2 separate regions of the Oryctolagus cuniculus genome follow, and region 1 is linked to region 2. Evidence: chromatin contacts called from public Micro-C data. All regions are on one chromosome and are shown on one strand. Each heading gives the region's core, a stretch centred on a gene start, on an enhancer-like site or on the middle of the called end of the contact. The rest is flanking DNA. Distances are from core to core; before and after follow the strand shown. Region 1 overlaps SYN2 (synapsin II). Region 2 holds the start of PPARG (peroxisome proliferator activated receptor gamma).

Region 1 (2,700 bases), core at 29-2,528, 120 kb after region 2:
ATTGTACGGATTAAATTAGGTAACCGTGGAAGCAGCTAGGGCTCAGCAGGAAACTAAAACTGGTCCGGTGTTAACCTGAATAGTGTCCAGGCCTGGCTTCCTGGCATGAGAGGTGTTTGGGATGGGTCTGGACAAACTGATTAGGGACACTGTCATGGGGCTCATGTGGTTCACTTGTGACTTCTACAAGCTCTACTGGCTCTGGACTTCCATTAATTCTTTCAAGCGTTTTTCAGTTCTTTAGATGTCTGAGCTAAGAGGCAAGTCCTTTTTAGCTGCAGTGTTGAACCCAACAAGACTCTGGGGCTACTAAGCCCAAGCAGAGGTGTCCTGTAGGCACAGACCTTGAGGAGGAGGGTGCTATTGTCCCCCACTGACACCAACGAGGCTGGCATCCAGCCAAAGGCTGCAGTCACCAAACAAGTCCGGGAGGCAGGACAGAGCTGGTGAAAGCTCAGAGACTCCCCAGTTTCATGGGGCCAGCACTCAGCTGCCAAGAGAGGAGACCAAGGGTTTTCCTTATACAAGGTCACAAACATCCAGTTCTCTTTCCCCAGTGCTCCAGTGGTAGCACTAAACAGGCACAGTGTATGGTGTCATGGAGAAGTCCCTGGACTAGGGACCAGAAGATCCAGCTCTCCTGCTTAGCAGCTGTGTGACCCTGAACTCATTTGCAGTCTCACTACTGACTTGTGCACCAAAGAATTACCAGGCCAACTGTCTTATAAGGGCTGTGAGGCTTAAAACAGTGAATGTGTTTTATAAACTGTAAAGTGCTAGGCAAAGTACTGACGTGAGCATGACTATTATTTAAATAATAATAAATATAAATCCAAAGAAATGAAGCTCTAATGCTGGAATTTCATGCATCAGTGACGAAGATATTGCTGGGTGGCTTCCGGTCACCTGGTACACAGTCGTGTCCTGCGTGGGGGATTCTGAGCTGGGCTGTACGTATCAGGCCCTCTGCCTATCACTCAGCTCCAGCAAGATCCCTCAGAAACAGTAAACACTAGCTCTTGAGGCGACCTGAAAGGAAGTCCTGGCCTTGGAGAAAAACCAAGTCCATGGATGAGCTCTGCGGCTTTCTGCCATACTGTGGCTTCCAGCAGATACGCAGAGAGAGAGCAGCTCCTGCTTGAGGTCCCGGCAGGAAGGAGAGGCACCCGTGACTCAACTCTGGAGAGGCTGCTGGCCTCAGCCCAGCTACTCCACCACGGAGGAAGGCCAGCGCTTGCTCAGCAGATCTGAGACAGGAAATTGGGAAAGGGTCCCAGGGTCCGGCCCAGGCAAAGGGGCAGGCCAAGTTCTTTGCCGGACACGCCACAGAACAGTTCTGATCAGCTCCCCCAGGCCTGCTCCCCCGGTCTAAGACCCTAGGGAGAGTGAGGCAGCCGGAAGGAATGTGGTCAGGAGGTTGTAGGTTCAGTCAGAGCAAAGGGGACAGCATGAGTCCAGGCACCCTGGGACCCTCGTGGGCTCACTTCCGCAGTCACCAGTGCCTACCTTCCTTCCCTGGAAGGCTATAAAAGGTGCTCTTCCTTCCTTTCCGAGGAGAACGGCCGCTCTGCAGGCAGAGCTTATCTCCTCGACCGGGGCCCCTCCCACAACCCAAGGACACAAGAAATATCCCATGGGCAGCCCGTGAATCCTATGGGGGCACGGAAGGCCAGGTCACCAAAGGTCAGAATGTCAGCCTCAAGTGATTAAAGATGTCCCTGAAGTTAAGCTAGTCCCCAAAGAGTCAGTTTCTCTTAATAGTCTGTTACAGGATCCAGTCACAAGTGACTTCGTCTGAACCTGCCCCGCATCTCCTCGCAGTCTCAGCTTATACTCACTGGGGAACAAATTCTCTGAAGCAGACTCTGCTGTGGGAAGCAGGAAGGCTTCTCTTTGTCCTAAATTTACCTCTTCTAAGCTCAGTTCCATGTTTGGGATGTGAGGGACAACTGTGTGGCCTCCCTAACTGCAAAGCCCTCAGACCCCGTTTCTCAGAACGGGGAGCCCCTTTCCCAGTCCTGGCAGCCTTGCACTCAAGAGACCTCAACTCCTCCAGCCTTTGTGGGTGGACACACCTGGCTGCAAACATTTTGAGTCTCTCTTTCAACAGCAGAGCCAGTAAACTAGGGCCTGCAGAATGTCCCACCACAGACGAGAGCTTATCTGGCCCCAGTCCCTTGATTTTGAATGTGTCTCATGGTCTTTTTCAGGTCCTGTGGCTAGAGTCAGGGTGGGACACAGCATCCCGGGTCTGGAAGGGGATTTTCAAATTAACCTCCAGTAGCCCCAGACCAGCTCACCTCCGACACAGCCCTGACAGGCAGCTCGTCCCACCTCTGCCTGATCATCAGCAGTGATGTGGCCATCACAGGCGCTTCCCAGAGCAGCCATTTCCTCTCTCGGTGCCTACTCCTTACCCTAGGTCAAACCCCATCTCCTGGGAGACTTGACTCTTGGAGCCAGTTCTATCTCATGACAGCATTAAGCTTGAGATGCTACTCAGGGTTCCCCGAGAGGACAGCTATTCAACTCCAGTTCCTTCAACTTTCACTCACAGGAAAGATTTGCCAAATGCCTCCACCACGGGGCTTTCTCCCCTGAGCGAATTCCAGCTAGATTTGGCCTGTCATTCCTACACTGCAACCTCAGACTGGAAGCAACATTACAGGTGTGGTCTGATCAGCTCAGGATAGAAGAGGC
Region 2 (2,700 bases), core at 33-2,532:
ACTATGATCAATCATCTATTACTAAAAGTCACACATTTTTCTCCTATAAGTTGCAAATGTCACAGGGATTTTGAATAGTGATTTTTTAAATGTACTCTAGAATTGTTTTTTAAAAAAAGTAGTTTTGAAACATATAAAGAGATGAACATTAAGAAAACTAGTCCCTTCAAAGAAAATTGTTTAATTATTAAAAATAGCAGTCACGAAAATATTTTCAAAATATTCTTGTTCAATAATGAACATGATGGTAATATTTACATTTTAGTTGTTGGATATTTTAGTTTCAACTAAAAATTTTTTGGGAATTCTCCAAAAAGTTATACTTCATTGGAGCCATGGTTTTACAGCAGTTAATCCTAAGAGCTGGAAACAAACTTTTTTTATGAGCAAATTTTTGACTTAAAAAGCCTCATCAATGTTCTTTTTCCCCTTATGGCAAGTGGCAATAGCCTGAGTTGCCACCAGTTGACTATAAGAGCTTTTAGTTTAAGCCATAAGTATCAGCAAGTTACATATAGAATGTCACATAATTCAAATCAAGGAAAAAGACGCAAAGTAAAAATGGGCGATTTTGTAACATACTTCCTTTTGAGCTGATTAAAGTTAAATATATTAAAATGAACACGAATATCAAATGACTGATAACTGTACTGAACCCCAGAGGAGATCTGATTGGAAACATCCAACATCGCTTTAAAGCCTCAAGCCCACTCCTTTGAAAGACCACCTCCAGCGCGCACTGGTAGCCCCTCTGGGCGCTTCTGTCCCCCTCTGAGAAGGCCGGCAAGGCACGTGCTGGGCAGGCAGCCGCAGTGGACGTGGGTCAGCCCCACGCCACGGGGCGCCTCGCGCTGCTCCTGCCTCCCGTGGCAGGTGGGAGGCCGCGCACCGCACCTGAGACGCGGCGGGCTCGGCCCAGCTCTTCCCCGAGAGAGGGGCATCCACTGCTCTCAACCACCCCCTGGCCAATGGGTTTGGGAATGATTAAAAAAAAAGTGACGGCGAAAATAATGCACTTCAAAATCAAGAGTTCGAGCCACAGGAATCATAGGACCCAGCTCCATCACGTCGTCTGGCTTAGCTTGCAAATGATCCTCCACCCGAACTCATCGCATCTGTCCCTAGTCTTGGAAGAACAACTTGAGTTCTTCAAGATACGCGCCCAGCTTGCTCAAAAACTTAGCATTTTTCCTAAAATAAGACACTATTTCCCCCCCGCACCCATCAGCCTCAGATCTGACGGAATGAGGTTCTCAGGGTCAACCCCGAGCACGCCACGCGAACTGAAGGGCCGGCCACACGTCCTGCGAATCTGGGGCGCATCGCCCAGGACGCCACCGAGGGGCCACGCAGCGAGGCGACTCACCTCGGCGGGGGGAGGCGACAGGAGGAGCCCAGCGGCGCAGCCTTCGGATCCCCGGCGGAGGCCCTCTCCTCACCTACGGCTGACCTTATATAAAAGCAGCGGCCCGGCTACTCCCAGTTTCTGCCTCCTCACCTTAGGCTCCTCCCCACATACCGAGGCATAAAGGACCACGGCTACACGCCCGCCCGCCCGCCCGCCGGCCGCCGCCCCCACGCCGGGGCCACCGCGTTCCGGGCAGCCCGCGCCGCCTCCGGGCGCCCCGGCGGCCGAGGATGGAGCGCCCGGCGCGCGCGCAGCCCGCCACGCGGGGCTCTGCCCTCCCTGCACCTGGGCACCGGCCCGCGAGCCCCGAGCCACCGGCCCACGCCGGCGCCCCTCGGCTGGCACGGGGCCCGCTCCGCGCCTCGGCGCACCGCAGGCGGGGCGGCACCGAGCTGTCACCAGGATCCCCGCGAGCGCTCGCCGCCTGAGTTCCGGGGACCGGACGCGACCTCCCTGACTGGCTCCTCTTGAGTCCCGCACGCCCTGCCCTGAAGTTCCCTCCGCCGGGGTCCGTCCCAGGAGCCCGCGCCCCCGGGCTCGCGCCGGGACCGTCCGCACCTCACGCGCGGCCCCTGCCCTGCACCCAAGTTCTGCTCCACGCGGGACGCGACCCTCAGCACAAGCCCCCATCACCCTGTCGCCCGCGACCCCGTCGGCTCCGATCCTCTCGGGCCACAAGCCCTGGTCAGCCCGGGTTCCCCTCCGCCAAATCCCTTCCGCCCTCTCCCCTCCGTCCCGGCCCCCGGCGACCCGCGCGACCCCTCTGCCGCGCCGGCTGCGCGCGCTCGGTCCCTCCGCGTCCTCCCGCCCCGCGGGCCGCGTGGCCCCGGGCGCCGCCGCCGGGCACCCGACTCTGACCTGGGGCGGCGGCGTGGCGCCCGCTGCGGTGTCCCCGGTGGCTGACCCGAGCGCCCCAGGCGGCGGCTCCCGCTCGGACTCGGGCCCCGAGCGCGGTGGGCCCCGCCTGCCCGCGGCCGAGCGGGACCGGGGCCCGGAGCGGGGGCGGGCCCGGGGCGGGGGCGGCCGGGGGAGCGGCCGGGGCTGGGCGCTGCCGCCCGCGCACGGTGGTAGGGTCGGAGGCGGCGGTGCCGGGACTCGAGCCCCTCTCGGCGCCGACTGCCCGGTCCCGTCCGCTCCTCACGACGGCCGCTGGGAGGCGGCCCAGAAATGGTCCCATTTCACAGAGGAAGGGACCCGAAGCCGGGGAGGTGCCGGCGTCCGGGGCAAGCTGATCTTCCAAATCAGTTAAAGCATATTTGGGGTCACCTGGCTGACCGCAGGACCCGCTGGAG

Evidence for each region. Hi-C and Micro-C count contacts between places; a contact is called where the count stands out from the background.
Region 1: a Micro-C map of ear pinna shows a contact between it and region 2, with 2.2 times the contacts expected there. The contact joins the enhancer-like site here to the promoter of PPARG in region 2. A contact is called at or near these places in 2 of 6 Hi-C or Micro-C datasets (ear pinna and an unstated tissue).

What each region holds. Positions count from the first base shown.
Region 1 is chr10:115,066,818-115,069,517 of mOryCun1.1, forward strand. The region is part of intron 10 of SYN2 (synapsin II); the gene reads right to left. Among named protein-coding and RNA genes, the nearest start is that of TIMP4, 19 kb to the right of the region's middle. Within about 2 kb of position 1,279, at least 4 of the 8 cell types and tissues checked have an H3K27ac peak or open chromatin away from gene starts, as enhancers often do. A contact at or near this core is called in ear pinna, where this site is marked.
Region 2 is chr10:114,951,221-114,953,920 of mOryCun1.1, forward strand. PPARG (peroxisome proliferator activated receptor gamma) reads right to left here and starts at 1,283. Exons shown (of 8, transcript NM_001082148.1): 1 at 895-1,283.